Regions from separate parts of the Mus musculus genome. Here all the other regions are linked to region 4. A link is a contact called in public Hi-C, HiCAR-type and HiChIP or PLAC-seq data. All regions are on one chromosome and are shown on one strand. The core of a region is the stretch at or near the end of the contact, and the rest is flanking DNA. Distances in the headings are between cores, read along the strand shown. Region 1 holds the start of Noct (nocturnin). Region 2 overlaps Slc7a11 (solute carrier family 7 (cationic amino acid transporter, y+ system), member 11). Region 3 holds the start of Elf2 (E74-like factor 2). Region 4 holds the start of Pcdh10 (protocadherin 10). Region 5 has its middle 6.8 kb from the start of Gm35891.

The links. Hi-C and Micro-C count contacts between places; a contact is called where the count stands out from the background. HiCAR-type assays count read pairs that join an accessible place to other places. HiChIP or PLAC-seq counts read pairs in DNA pulled down with a chosen protein or histone mark.
Region 1: a contact with region 4 is called in a Hi-C map of olfactory sensory neurons, with 7 times the contacts expected there. The contact joins the promoter of Noct here to the promoter of Pcdh10 in region 4. A contact is called at or near these places in 3 of 39 promoter capture datasets (cranial neural crest, hippocampal neurons and second pharyngeal arch cranial neural crest) and 1 of 484 Hi-C or Micro-C datasets (olfactory sensory neurons).
Region 2: a contact with region 4 is called in a Hi-C map of cerebral cortex, with 3 times the contacts expected there. The contact joins the enhancer-like site here to the promoter of Pcdh10 in region 4. A contact is called at or near these places in 2 of 39 promoter capture datasets (cranial neural crest and second pharyngeal arch cranial neural crest), 3 of 484 Hi-C or Micro-C datasets (cerebral cortex and cortical neurons) and 1 of 115 datasets of contacts at active chromatin or transcription factors (astrocytes).
Region 3: a contact with region 4 is called in a HiCAR-type map of astrocytes, with 6 times the contacts expected there. The contact joins the promoter of Elf2 here to the promoter of Pcdh10 in region 4.
Region 5: an H3K4me3 HiChIP or PLAC-seq map of forebrain shows a contact between it and region 4, with 7 times the contacts expected there. The contact joins the enhancer-like site here to the promoter of Pcdh10 in region 4. A contact is called at or near these places in 5 of 39 promoter capture datasets (cranial neural crest, frontonasal cranial neural crest, hippocampal neurons and 2 more), 10 of 484 Hi-C or Micro-C datasets (cardiomyocytes, cerebellum, cerebral cortex and 4 more) and 5 of 115 datasets of contacts at active chromatin or transcription factors (astrocytes, embryonic forebrain, embryonic limb bud and 2 more).

What each region holds. Positions count from the first base shown.
Region 1 is chr3:51,223,061-51,225,760 of GRCm38.p6, forward strand. It overlaps Noct (nocturnin), which reads left to right and starts at 1,387. Exons shown (of 3, transcript NM_009834.2): 1 at 1,387-2,227. The coding sequence starts at 2,044.
Region 2 is chr3:50,380,443-50,383,142 of GRCm38.p6, forward strand. Slc7a11 (solute carrier family 7 (cationic amino acid transporter, y+ system), member 11) reads right to left here. Exons shown (of 12, transcript NM_011990.2): 8 at 1,433-1,536; 9 at 530-626. Among named protein-coding and RNA genes, the nearest start is that of Slc7a11, 62 kb to the right of the region's middle. Within about 2 kb of position 1,254, at least 72 of the 459 cell types and tissues checked have an H3K27ac peak or open chromatin away from gene starts, as enhancers often do. A contact at or near this core is called in cerebral cortex, where this site is marked.
Region 3 is chr3:51,339,292-51,341,991 of GRCm38.p6, forward strand. It overlaps Elf2 (E74-like factor 2), which reads right to left and starts at 1,353. Exons shown (of 10, transcript NM_023502.2): 1 at 1,123-1,353.
Region 4 is chr3:45,377,094-45,379,793 of GRCm38.p6, forward strand. Pcdh10 (protocadherin 10) reads left to right here and starts at 1,305. Exons shown (of 5, transcript NM_001098172.1): 1 at 1,305-2,700. The coding sequence starts at 2,160. It overlaps 2610316D01Rik (RIKEN cDNA 2610316D01 gene), which reads right to left and starts at 1,167. Exons shown (of 9, transcript NR_045172.1): 1 at 1,049-1,167.
Region 5 is chr3:51,120,748-51,123,447 of GRCm38.p6, forward strand. No RefSeq gene overlaps it. Among named protein-coding and RNA genes, the nearest start is that of Gm35891, 6.8 kb to the right of the region's middle. Within about 2 kb of position 1,439, at least 32 of the 459 cell types and tissues checked have an H3K27ac peak or open chromatin away from gene starts, as enhancers often do. A contact at or near this core is called in cortical neurons, forebrain and hippocampal neurons, where this site is marked.

The DNA of each region.
Region 1 (2,700 bases), core at 137-2,636, 5.8 Mb after region 4:
AAAATGTGGTGTGTGGTGGGGGTTGGGGGAGGGAGGGAGTCAGCATCCATAGATCCATTACCTAAACTGTAAACCAACTGCTGTATTTTGTTCTATCTGCAAAGCACTTGCTACCTTCTTATGACCCTTTGCCTTGCCTAATGACTCATGGGCGATTGATTGCTGTACAGATAAGAAAACTGAGCCTCAGACGCTAATAATGACCAGCTAAGGAGTTCCTGGCCCCGATGCTGTCATCGGCTTGTCAGCTGATTCATCCGTATCCTGTGGGTGTTAGATGTTTTAGGCCAGGTCTGGAAAGCATTTTGAATCCTTGGTGACGATACTCATTCAAAGTTTCTTTTCCATTCCCGGTTAGGGTTAGTCACTCCTTACACAACCTACCTGAGGTATTTCTTCAACTCATTCTCTCCTGCTTCCCTCTCCGCCTCCCCCCACCCCTTCCCTCTCCATACCCCCTTAGGTGAGAATGTGAGTCTTGGGCCTCTCAAGTGCTGTGTAAGTGCTCCACCACTGAGCAACATCTCCAGCATTTTCCTGGAACATATGGCATCCGATTAAAACACAGCTCTGACCATATCCTAGCATCCCTGCAACAGAGCTGACAAAAATAAGGGTTTTCTCAAGAGAATGTGGGTGTGTGCATCTGACTCTCAGACTATTGAAACAATGGACCCCCCAAGAAATGGGAATTTCCTTCAGGAAACTCCTGCTGGGAAAAGGAAAAGGCCTTTGCTTGAGGGGGAATTCTTTCAGGAAGCGGGAATTCACACAGTTCTATCTAGTCAGATCGCTTTGACCCGGACTGCTGAGATGTGCATACCCCTGGCCTTCTATTTGAACTTTAATCTCATTTTGGGATCCCAGAGAGAGGTTAACTCTTCGTCCTTCTACCCCATGTGGGCATATTAAGTACATCTCCTTTTTTCAGTTTTGTTCGTTTGTATTCTTGTTGTTGTTTTGAGGGTTTTGTTTGTTTGGTGTTTTTCTGTTTCTTTGTTTTTATTTTGAGACAGAGCTTCACTGTGTAGCTCTGGCCGGCCGGATCTCTCCAGACCATGTTGAAGATCCGGGCCCCTGCCCCAGTGCTGAGATTAAAGGCGGTCGCCCTCACCGCCGCACCTGCTTTCCACTTTCAATTTGGCTTTTTCAGTGGTTTATTGGATGGATAATGCTTTAAATTCGGTAACAGTCCAAATTACGTCTGGCCCATCCCAAGCAGTTGTTTTGGGTTGGGGGGGGTTGTTTTGTTTTGTTTCCCCCCCCCCTCCCCAATTCCCTTAGCCTTCATTTTCCATAACTACAGTGCTGTCTCCCAGGTGTGACTTCCAGCCCTCCAATCAGGGCCCAGCTAGCTCCAAGGCCAATTCCACCAGACCTTCTGGCAGGACTGACGCTCAACGCCCTGCAGTCCGTTTCCGCCTCTCGTGCCTGAGGGGCGGATGCTTGTCGCAGCCGCCACACAAGTAGCCAGCGCGTCCTGGTGCCTAATCTCCTTCAGCACCGCGGAGCGTGGAGCCCACAGCTCGGGGAGGACGTTCTCCCAGACACGCGCTCGCACACACTCAGCGCTGGCACCAACCCGGGATTCCCAGCCTGTGGACGCTCCCATTGCAGCCGGCGGGAGGGGACAGAGGCTCCCGGAACGCCTCTCTAACGAATCCCCGCGGTGTCAGCCAGCCCCCAGCCTCCGCCCCGTGGGAGATCTACAGTCGCTGTCACTGATCCAGACGGTCCATTCTCGGCCGGAGCTGTCCGGGTCTGACTGCGCCCTGGTCGTGCGCGCGGATCCCCCCCTCTGCAGCCACCGCGTGGTAGCGCCCGCTCCGCCGCCGCTCGCCGGTTGCTCCCCGGCGCTAGCTCCCTCGCCTCAGTGAGCCGCCGCTGCTGCCGCCGCCGCGTCTGCCTCCCGGCACAGCTCGCCCGGTCGGCGCCGAGGGACGAGGAGGAAGGAACACCCCGCAGCGCAGCGGTCCCGCGCCACCCCCACCCCACCGTCGCCCGCCCAGCTCGGCCCGGCTCGTCAGCGCGGCGGCGCCCGGCATGTATCAGAGCCCGCGGCGGCTCTGCTCGGCCCTGCTGCTCAGGGACGCCCCCGGCCTGCGCCGCACACTCGTGCCCGGCCCGCGCCGAACGCTCGCCCCGCCGGTGCTCGGATCTCGGCCCAAGTCCCCGCAACTGCAGGCGGCGGCGGCCTCGGGCGCCGCGAGGTCGCGTCCCCGAACAGGTGAGCGGGAGCGCGGAATGAATGGGCGCCGCGGGCTGGTCCCCTGCGTTCACCCCGGCGTCGCGTCGGGAGGGAGGGAACGCCGCTCAGGGGGCCTCGCTTTCCGCGTTCGTGTCTGATCCCCCTGAATCCCCGGTGGCCACAGTGACCCCAGTCGCTAACGTTTTGCTTTACCCCTCACCCCCACCCCCCGATGCAGGGCGGTAACGCTTTGGTTGCAGACGGCTTGTGGACATCCTCATGAAGGGGAAAAAATATCTAAAAATGGCATGATCTTGGGTTTGCAGGGCCTACAGGCTCTGAATCTTCTCAAAGCCCTGGTAGTAATAGCACATGTTAACTCGTTACGCTCATTAATTTATTTATGTTTTGGAAGGGGGGGAGTCTTCCACTTCGTCTTAAATCCCTGGTAAATCAACCTTTCATGAAGTCAGTTCTGTACATCATCTTGTGTTTTTTAAGTGTCTCCTTTC
Region 2 (2,700 bases), core at 4-2,503, 5.0 Mb after region 4:
TTGTCCCCATCCTAGAGAATTCCACAGTTTGCATTTAGGGGTTTTCTTTCTTCTAAGGTTTGCTCTCACAGGTCTCAGTTACTCTTGGAGAACCATTTCTCTGCTTGGTGTTTTATCATCTATGCTTTGAATTACGTTGTATGGCAGGAGCCAGGAGGAGACAATGGATAATTTTTGCACAGTCTGCTTTCAGCTGAACTCTGAGTCTGGAGTTTAGATTGTAACCTTGTGGGTTTTTCTTTTTCTTTCCTTTGAGGTTCTCGGCCAAGGAGAGAAACCACAGCCTTCATTTCCCTTCACACCTTACAAATTTCTGCAAAGGTGAAACGGAACTAAGGTGGGTCATATCCCAGGGCATCCAATACACATCAAAAGCACGCCATGGAAGCAAGCCATTGCAACATCTCTGGCCTCCCAGAAAATGATACATGGAGCACCAACTGAGTGGTGAATCGGGATGTCAGGTTTATTCCCTCCTTCCTAACCGTTTTGTGAGGTTGTATCTACATTACTTGTTAATATGCATTACCAAAACAATAACAGCTGGCAGAGGAGTGTGCTTGTGGACATGAATCATAGAGAGGATTTCCGGAAGGTGCCCTTCTCGAGATGCGACGTAGAATAACCTGCGGGGAGAAAAACGGTGAAGTTGACTATAGAATCAATCATTCAAATGGGTAACATTCTTAAATCCCCGAAGCAATATGGACGAATCTTCCTCATGCTAGGCATCTTGACATTTCTTATCTGGTCATTTGAGTTGTGCTTTGGAAACAAAGGGCAGATTTCATCATAAGTCTCTTTTCAGGACATACAGTGTCTGGGAAATATCTTATATCACTCCGAGGAAAAACAATAGCAATATTGCACTGAGTGGAGTTCTCCCTATACTTGAGTAGCTGCTGGCAAATTCAGTGCTAGATTGCTAGTGTCAGTCCAAGCTAGCACTCATTCAGTGCACAGGTACACACATGTACATGCATGTTGTGTTAACATTTCTCTAATTTAAACTGTAACATAGACCAAAAAAAAAAAAAAAAAAAAAAAGATTTTTTTGTGCCATCTAACTAAGGAAAAAAAATGGTTACCGATGGTGGAGTGGTGATTTCTGCTTTCAATTTTACTCTTTTTCGTGGCACCTTCAGGAAAACAAAAGACTTTATCGCTAGAAATAAAGGCCGTTATAAGACCCTGTAGACTCACTCTTTTTAAAAATGCAGCATGCCTGGCTCAGAGTGGGCTATGTGTAGACACGCAGCGCCCTCTACTGGACAGAATGAAACCTGCTTCACTGGAATCTACGAGGAACTCGCATATCCCTTTAAAAACAACAGGTTCGGAGGAACTATTGCTTTTCTCTTTAAAAGTTATCCTTATCACATCCAATCTCTAAAACAAAAATGTGTTTCTGAAAATACATGAACTCCCTCACCTGGAGACAGCGAACACACCACCGTTCATGGAGCCGAAGCAGGAGAGGGCAACAAAGATCGGGACTGCTAATGAGAATTTTCCCAGCAGCCGCTCAGAGAAGGTCTGAGGAAGGAAAGAACGGAACAAATTAATGCTTTCCCCGAAAGTGGAATAAAATGAAACAATTTAGGCCAAACTTGCTCTTTGACTTTCTATTAGCCTGGTGCTACGTGAATGTTTTATAATCCTTCTTTTTCGTTAGGGTCAAACTGACTCCACAAGACAATCACCAGCAGCGGGTACCACGGCATTCCTTGTCTCAGACCTGTGGGCAAAGGTCTAAGCAGTCGCCTTCTCTGTCCCTCCAAAGCAACGATCCGTTTACTGACTCTTTATCAACTATCGCCTCCGATAAGAGGAAGGGGCTCAGTTCGGAAATTCTACATTTAGAGACAGAAATTGTTCTGCACAATCCCAGAAAGCCACCTTTGTATGAAGAGGTATAGATACACACTGGCGAGTGTTTCGGGTACTTGTTTCACATACCAACCTCAGTTCGGGAGGATAAATCAAAACAATAGACAAGTTGACCATTTCATCACAGGAGTGAGCCACTCTGGAGGTTCTTTACCGGGTAAGCCCTACCAGCTGAACCTGTTTATGGAGTCAGCCCTCCCCCACCCTAGGAGGCCATCATTTCCTTCCAGGGTTTCCTGTAAAAGGCTAGAACAAAATTCCAATCCTGACAAGCGACAGAAACTATAAATAAATGAAATAAATGGTAGACAAAGTTCTAAGCTTTCCTCCTAGGCTGTCATGGGGGTAGTCTTGCACATTTGTATAAAGGATGCTGTTTGTTGTTGTTGTTGTTGTTAATATAAGATTTTTTTTTCATTGTCCTTGATGCAGCTGGTGTTATGCAATTAGCAGACCCCATTATGCTTTCCACAAATTAGTGCTGCCCTTTGCCTAGAAACGTGAGGCAACCGACCAGACACCGGAAGCTTTGTCCATTTCACTGCCTGACAGCACTGCAGTGGACAAAGCCCTCAGACACTGGTTCACAGGACAGGAGTTAACCGTTCCCTGTGGGTGTTGCTGATAGGAAGTGATACCATGTGAAAAGGAACTGCCCCTTGGTGGATGGGAGTGTCACTGCATGTTGTTAAGTTTTCACCCTTCCTGGCTTTGAGTTAATGAGTGAATTCTTTCGAGTTAAAATTCTGAACAAACCCATATTAACATTTTACTCCAGTTGTTGCTCTGATGGGTGAGCGGGGAGTGAGT
Region 3 (2,700 bases), core at 103-2,602, 6.0 Mb after region 4:
CCTTCTATAAATCTTATTCCTAAATCCCTTTAAACATAATTCAACAGTTCCCAGTCTCATACGAAGTCATTCAACACTCTAAAGAAACTGTAACCCACAAATATACAATCTTATCTCAGTAGGGCCCGGATGGACATTGTCCACTAGAGAAAGTGAGCAGTTTGCCTCTCAACTGAGACTTGGAGAAAAAAACAAAAACAAAAGTCTTGAGCTCAGAGGCGCAGTTTTTATTATACTTTCTCACTGTCGGATTAAAGCATAAACCACAGAGTAATGTCATGAACACGAGAAAGATGTTCCAGGGTTACAATGACGCGTCCCCCATCTTATTGATAGAGTACTAAGAACTTAAAGAAAGGGTATACAGCTGAGAACGTGGTTCCCATAAGGACAGTCCACCAAGTTGGTCCGTGGGTTATTTTTCCGTCCTTTGCTGACAGAGTAAAAATGTCCCACTAAAGTCTTGAGTGGGTCCGGCCGCCGCGCGCAGCGCCGCTGAGGCAGAATCGGTACCGAGGCGCGCGGGGCGCCCACGACACTCTCCGCGAGATGCCCTAAGGGCCAGCACCGCCGGCGGAGGACCCCGGAGGAGACTCTGGACCTAGGCGCTTCCAAGAGCCCCAGGGTTTTTTTGTTGTTTTGTTGCAAACACAGATAGTGATCGCAGCCTGGCTCCCCGGGGAACCAGGAGAAGGCGGCGACGGAGGGCCGGCGGAGAGTGAGAATAAAAGAACGGCGGAGTACAACCTGTCGTGCCCGCCCCGGCGGCGGGGAGCAGGCCCGACGGCGACGGAAACTGCCGCCCGGGACGCGCTGCCCCGGCAGCCCGGCCGCCGCGCGATGACTGGCGCCGCGAGGTAAACAGCGCGCGCCGCGGTCCCTCGGCGCCACGACCGTTGCCCCGGGCCGCTCCGGTGCGGGCTCCCGCCCTGCCCCCAGCTCCGCCGGTGTCACCGCCCCAGCCTCCGGAAAGCCCCTCCGCCGCCGCCCGAGCAAACAACACAGGCGCGGGGCGGGGGCGCCCGGGAGGAGGCGACACTCGGGACGGCCGGGCTGGCTCGCCGCGCCCTCCCTCTCCCTCCCGCTCGCTCCCGCCGGCCTCCGCCGTCCCCGCGCTCTTACCTGCTCTCCCTCCACGTCGCCGAGTCCCTTGCCCTTCCCTCAGGGCCGCAGACCGGCCGAGACGCCGCAGCCGCCCGCCGTTGGCCCGGCGTCCTGCGGGAAGCCGAGGGGGCCTCCCCTGGCCACCGCGCGAGCCGCTCCGCACCACAGGACGAGACAAAACCGCGCTGCGCCCCCCGCGCGCGCCACCCTACAGATCCCCCCCAACCGCCGAGGCGACGGCGGCGACACAGCCGGGCGCGGGGAAGCTGCGGCCGGCCCCCGCCCTCCGCACCCGCCTCGGCTCCTCCCCCTCGGCCTCCTGCCGCCGCCACCAGGACACTGGAGTCCGCCTCCCCCACCCGGCCGCTCCGCGCGCTCCTCCCTCCCCGCGCGCCGCCGGGGGAGGCGACACCGCCAGTCACCGCAGCGCCTGTCAAACCGGGCCGGCTATTTATACTCCCCACCGCCCTCGGGCCCCCCGCAGCCCGCCTCCTGCGCTCTCGAATCCCGCCCTCTTCTCAGCGCCCAACTTCGCCCGAACCCGCCTGCTCAGGTGGAGACGCTCGCCACTCGTCCCGCTCCGCGTCCCCGGGGCTTCCCCACTCCCCCACGTCGCGCGCTGCACTGCGCTGCGGACGCGGGACCAGCGCGTGGGGACGGCGGGGCCGCGCGTGCACCTGCAGCCCGGCCGGGACGACACGCGCACCTCTTGGGCCACTCTCAGGTCTTTGCTGTCACCCCTCATCACCCCCCTTCCAACTCCGGACTCCCCTCCCAAGACCTCCAGGGACCGCTCTGCACTCGTAGATTAAGCATTAGGGAAGTGAGCGATTGCAAAATAAAACTCTTGTCAGCCCGGGTGTTCAGAGTCCCCGCGCGTCTCCCGGGCTCCGCGGATGGTGGCGGCGCTGGCGGGCAGGAGCGCGCGGCCCGCCCCACCCGGCCACTGACGCACGTGGCGCCCCGCCCCGCCCGTTTCGCGGCCCGGGGCGCCGCCCGCTCCGCCTCCCAGCTCGTCCACCCCGGACCCCGCCCCGTTCCCAGAAATTACCACCGCCCAACGGCCCGGCTGCGCGGCGGTTGGTGCCCGCGGTGGCCGGCGGGCGGGCGGCCCAGCGCGCAGCTGCGGAGCGCGGCGGGCGGCCCCCGTTCGGGGGGGTCCCGGGGAGCCGCGACCGCCCGCCCCAGTCTTTGTCGCTTCTAGTCCCGTCCGCCTCCGAGAAGTAACTCAAGTCCCGAGATCTTCAGAGCCAGGGTGAAGGAGCGCGTGTGTGTGGAGGAAGAGTATCTTGTTCCAAGTGTCCACGAATTGGGGAAAAAAAAGGGGCGAAGCCAGCGGGAGCTGCAGGCTTCTGGTTTGCACACTTTCACACAAAGGGGAGCCTCTGAGCAGGGCACTCTCACGCGCCTTCCAGGGCACAAAAGCCAATGACACGGTGCCCGGGATGTCCTGCGTTTGCAGCGGCTCGCTAATGGTCTTTCTTAGGCGCAGTTATGCATGCTAGGTCTCTTCCCCCAAGCACCACCACCATTCCCCGCCGCCGCGGAATGTATTTGTTTCTTTAACAAAGAGCATCGGTTGTCCCGGTGCGCGCG
Region 4 (2,700 bases), core at 55-2,554:
CCCGGGAACTGGGCGTGTGGATACCCGTGGCTAGTCAGGCGCGCGGCTCAGAATCCCCGGACTGCTCCCCAGGGATTCGCACCGAACTCAGCTTGTGGCCAGCCAGCGAGGACGAGGGCCAGCACCAGGAATGTGCAAACGTGCCGGTGGATTCCCGCAGCGGTGCACACTCTATCCCCCGTGTGCGTGTGCACCGCCCCGCCCGCCCTCGCGGCCACCCCACGGTCATTCTCCAGAGAGCTGTCTTCGGGCTGGGCATGTACCTTCTTCCCACACCCCCTCTAGTTATGGAGGCAGGGATGGATCACCAAGGGTAAAAGAAAAATAAATAATTAAAACAGAAATCAGGCAAAAGAAGAAAAGAAAAGAAAAGCCCGCGCTCGCCACTGCTGCCTGGCGCGGGGCCAGGCGAGGCGCAGGGATATTGCTAGCGCCTCGCTGTGATGGGTGGTGCTGGATCCGGTGCCCTAGAGTGGGTTTAACGATGGCGGGCTCCCATGCATAAACTACAAAGAAGCCCCCAGTCCTTGACTGGGGTACTCACAGTTCGAAGCAATGTCCCCAAACGAGTTAATTTAGTAACCAAGCATTTTGTGGGTAGACATTAGATGGGTAGACGTTCAACCATCTGCCCGTCTATAGGAGCTGTCGCCCCAAGTCCCTTGGTCTGAATCCCTCCGCTTTAGGGGGAATTCACCTCCGCACTCCCTTTGCAGCCTGGTCTATCCTCCCCACACCTCCCCTTCTGACCCTCTAGCTTTGATTGACACATGCCATTTTATGCCGGCATTTAAATTGTCCGCGCGCATCTCTGCCAGAGTCCCTTGCTTTGGTAACCCCTACATGACTACCGGCCCCGGGGCAACTTTCCCCTCTTCTTGGTGATTTCTTTCCACGATCAGCAGGAGGGAAAACACCTTAAAGGAAAAAAAGAATGTTAGCGTCACTGGAAACCCCGCTCCTTGGAGAGGCTACCGCAGCTGTTGCTATTATGTTTTCGTATTTGCTGATGCAAACAGGGGAACCTCTCTTATTCCCTGCCCATTACCTGCGGCTGGGGACTGGGAACTTTCCGCGGCAGAGTCCCCTGCAAGCGCCTCGGGACCTGCGGGCTGTTCTTGCTCTCACACTCACACTCACTCCCGCAGCCAAAGCGAGCGTTCTGCCCCGCCCCTCCTGGCTGCCGCGTGACGTAACTACTTGACGGCCACTTTAGCCAACGAACAGTCGCTCGGTGGGTGGTGCTCCTCGGCGATTGGTTGGCAGAATGAGGGCGCTGCGCAAAAACAGAGAAGCGGAGCGCTCGGAGCTCAGAAACTGCCAGCCGAGATCACAAGCATTGGGGCTGAAGCAGGAGGCAGGATGGACTGAGAGGAGAAGAGGCAGGTTAGAGGGAGAGAGGCTTGCAAAGGAAACAGCAGAAAAGAAATAGCTGGTTGTGTTCACGCAAAGCCAGAGCCAGTGAAGTTGAGAATAGACACAAGACTATGAAAGCCAAGAGATGCAAAGAGAGACAGAGGGAAGAAAATGACAAGAGGAACGTCCATCCGGAGAAATGAAGAGAATGAAAGTTTTATGCTGCAGAACGGCTCCGTGTTTTTCCAGCAAAAATTTTTCTCGCTGTCTTTAACCCCGCTCGCGTTTGCCAGCCGTTGATATCAAGAGGCATGTTCAGTGGTGCCGGCAGCATCTCCTCTACCTTCTTTTCCTCTTCATCTTCCTCCTTCTCCTCTTCTTCCTCCTCCACATTCTCCTCCCATCAGCAGGAAGACAAACCTAGGACAGTCTTGAAATATCGAAATTTCCTCCTTGGGATTTGCCAGCGCCGCGTTGCGCCAACACTGTCGGAATAAAGGAGGCTGACTATTGTATGATCGTTATTTTATTAATTGGTCAGTGGGAAGATTACGGCTGAGCATAGGGGACATCTGTCACCCTTTCTGCGCTAAGATTGAAAAATGAGGCTCGATTTGGAGACGCTCTAAAATGAAGCAAAAGGAATCAAAATTTTAATACAGCCACAGGAGCCCCCCCCCCACGCAGCACACTTTTATTTATATTTTTTAGATTATTATTATTCTTTTTGTGGTGGTGGTTGGGGGGCGGTGATCGGGGTGGCTGGCTGGCTACAGGGGAGCTGCTTCCTTTTCCTTTTGGAAATGATTGTGCTGTTATTCTTTGCCTTGCTCTGGATGGTGGACGGAGTCTTTTCCCAGCTTCATTATACTGTGCAGGAAGAGCAGGAACATGGCACTTTCGTGGGGAATATCGCTGAAGACCTGGGCTTGGACATTACAAAACTTTCAGCTCGCAGGTTTCAGACGGTGGCCAACTCACGGACCCCTTACTTGGACCTCAATCTGGAGACCGGGGTTCTGTACGTAAACGAGAAGATAGATCGCGAGCAAATCTGTAAGCAGAGCCCCTCTTGTGTCCTGCACCTGGAGGTCTTTCTGGAGAACCCGCTGGAGCTGTTCCGAGTGGAGATCGAAGTGCTGGACATCAATGACAACCCTCCCTCCTTCCCAGAGCCCGACCTGACAGTGGAGATCTCAGAGAGCGCCACGCCAGGCACCCGCTTTCCCTTGGAGAGCGCCTTCGACCCAGACGTGGGGACCAACTCCTTGCGAGACTACGAGATAACCCCAAATAGCTACTTCTCGCTAGACGTACAGACCCAGGGAGATGGCAACCGATTCG
Region 5 (2,700 bases), core at 189-2,688, 5.7 Mb after region 4:
CATGCCAAGAGCTGGGCATGGCAGAGTGGAGGTGACATGCAGGACACCTGCCCTTCCGCTTCTGTGCCAAGCAATCAGTGAGGATTCAGCTGTGAGCCACCACCGCAGACATGTCAAAGGAGCCGTAACTCAGCCGCAAATTAAGTGTAGGTATGTTAGCTGGTCTGTTACAGGCTTTTCTATTTTCCTCGTCTCACATTTTGCAATTGATAAACAAAGAGTTCGCCAATAAGGTGCCAAAAAGAACATCATAATCAGGAAGTTTCAGTGATTTTGTTGTATGCCACTACTAATAAAAGGATTGATAATGGAAATAAACTGGGAGGTAGAGGAATGAATGGCAATATATATATATATATATATATATATATACATATATATACATATATATATATATATACACACATATACATCATATACATCATATACATCATATACATATACATCATATACATATACATCATATACATCATATACATCATATACATATACATCATATACATATGCATATACATATACATATACATACACGCACACATAGATTTTTCTGATAATGTTCCATTTCTTTTTTCTTTTCTTTCTTTTCTTTTTTTTTTCTTTTTTTGGGGTATGTGTGTGTGTGTGTGTGTATGTGTGTGTATGTGTGTGTGTATGATACAGTCCAGGCTGTCCTCAATCTCAAAATGTAGCCAGAAAGGGCTTTGATTTCCTAGTCCTCTTGCCTCTGACTCCTGGATGCTTGTATTATAGGTTGGCTCGTTTTAGCACTTATTTTAATGTTCATGAGTCCTGCTTCTCAGGTAATACCAAGGGGAAGTTAAGAAGCAGAATCAAAATAAAAATAAATGTATCTCTGTCCCACCAACACATTATTGTCACACTGTCCAACAGGCAAATGTGTTTTAAATGAAAGATATTAGTCACTAGTTTTCCCTTAACATCTCTTCCAAGTGAAGGAGGTTTTTGGGAAGCTTGTCTTTCTAGCCTGTACATTCTGTCTCGGGCAATCAATGAGAAAACATTTTTTTGACAAGTCAAATGTCCATGATTAAGAGGAGAAACAGCCCTCTCTCTGCAGAATATATGACTTACTCCTTCTCGGTCCCTGAAGGTATCAGTCTGCGTTTCACTGCAGACGCAGCCCTGTGTCTTGGTCAGTGCACACATTAAAGGCTCCATCATCCTCTGCTACTTAAGAGAGAGATTTAACATTAGCTCGTGTTAGATGTAAAGGAACAACCTTCTCCATTGAAAGAGAAATTTTATTTCTCAGGGAGAAAAAATACTGCATGCAGTCACTCCGGTGCATTATGAACCTGCTACTGCGTGTGGAATTTATGGTCGAGGTCTCTTCTCTTTGGCAAGGATTCTTCACCTCTAAAGGCAGAATTAAAGATCTCAAAGCTGCCCCAAAAAAAGTTCCACGGACCTTTAGTGCCATCTAGTGCTCAAAGTCTGTCATGCCTCACCAATGGCTTCCTCTAGGAATTTGAAGAGATGGAGGCCCTGGCAGGGAAAACTCTGAGAGTTCTAAGTGGGCTTGGCAGTAAACAGCATTGGCCCACACCAGAACTGTTGTGCCTGAAAACAGTGTCCTGGATACATGACATTTCCACACTGGCTCCCATAAAGAGCTGCTACTGGATCTCATGGCTGCCCCCTGCTTAGTCATCTGCTGGAAGCAAGCTATCTAGAGTGGATGGTGTGTGTGTGTGTGTGTGTGTGTGTGTGTGTGTGTGTGTGTGTGTGTGTTGCATACACAAGAGGAGCCTGAAAATGTTCCATGCTGAGAGCCCTACACCATTCCAAGTGGCATCAGGAAGGGACACATGCAAAATCACCCCACATGACTTCTACATTTAGATCCTGGGGTCAATATCCTGCACTAGAGAGGCCTTCCTCCTCTGTACTCTGGTTATAAACAGAAGCCAGATGTAGGCTACATGAAAGTGAGGTTAATGGGTCTTTCTAAGGGCACCATGGACAGCAGCTTCTGTGGTTGGTGGCATGTGATCTAGATACTGCTACAGAGGTAGCATCTCTGTGTCATCGCTACTTGCCAAAAGCAGAGGAACAAAGCTGTCAGAGGCTTGAGGATTTAATCTATAACTTCCCTTCCTTTCCTACCAACCTCTGTTCTAGCTGCTGTCATTTTAAGAATCAGGTTTAAATGCTATGTCCCAAACCTGTGGCACTGTGGAATGGAGGTGTAAGTTATAAGGGGTTGGGCAGGAGGTTAGGTCACTGGGCACATGCCCTTGCAGATACTATTAGGACCCTGTGCTCTCTCCTTCTTGTTTCCAGGCTGGCGTGAGGCAGCCTGACCTCCTGTATCATGTGATCCCACCATGGCACGGTGTGAGGACACAAGCCCAAAACAAAAGTGACCATGGATGGAAAGCATGCCCACAAGTCAACCCTTTTCCTTAGACATCCTTTTGTCGTCTTCTTCTTCTTCTTCTTCTTCTTCTTCTTCTTCTTCTTCTTCTTCTTCTTCTTCTTCTTCTTCCTTTTTTTTTTTTTTTTTTTTTGAGACAGGGTTTCTCTGTATAGCCCTGGCTGTCCTGGAACTCACTTTGTAGACCAGGCTAGTCTCGAACTCAGAAATCTGCCTGCCTGCCTCTGCCTCCCAAGTGCTGGGATTAAAGGCATGCGCCAACACTGCCCTGCTCCTTTTGTCTTCTTATACAGTATCTAAAA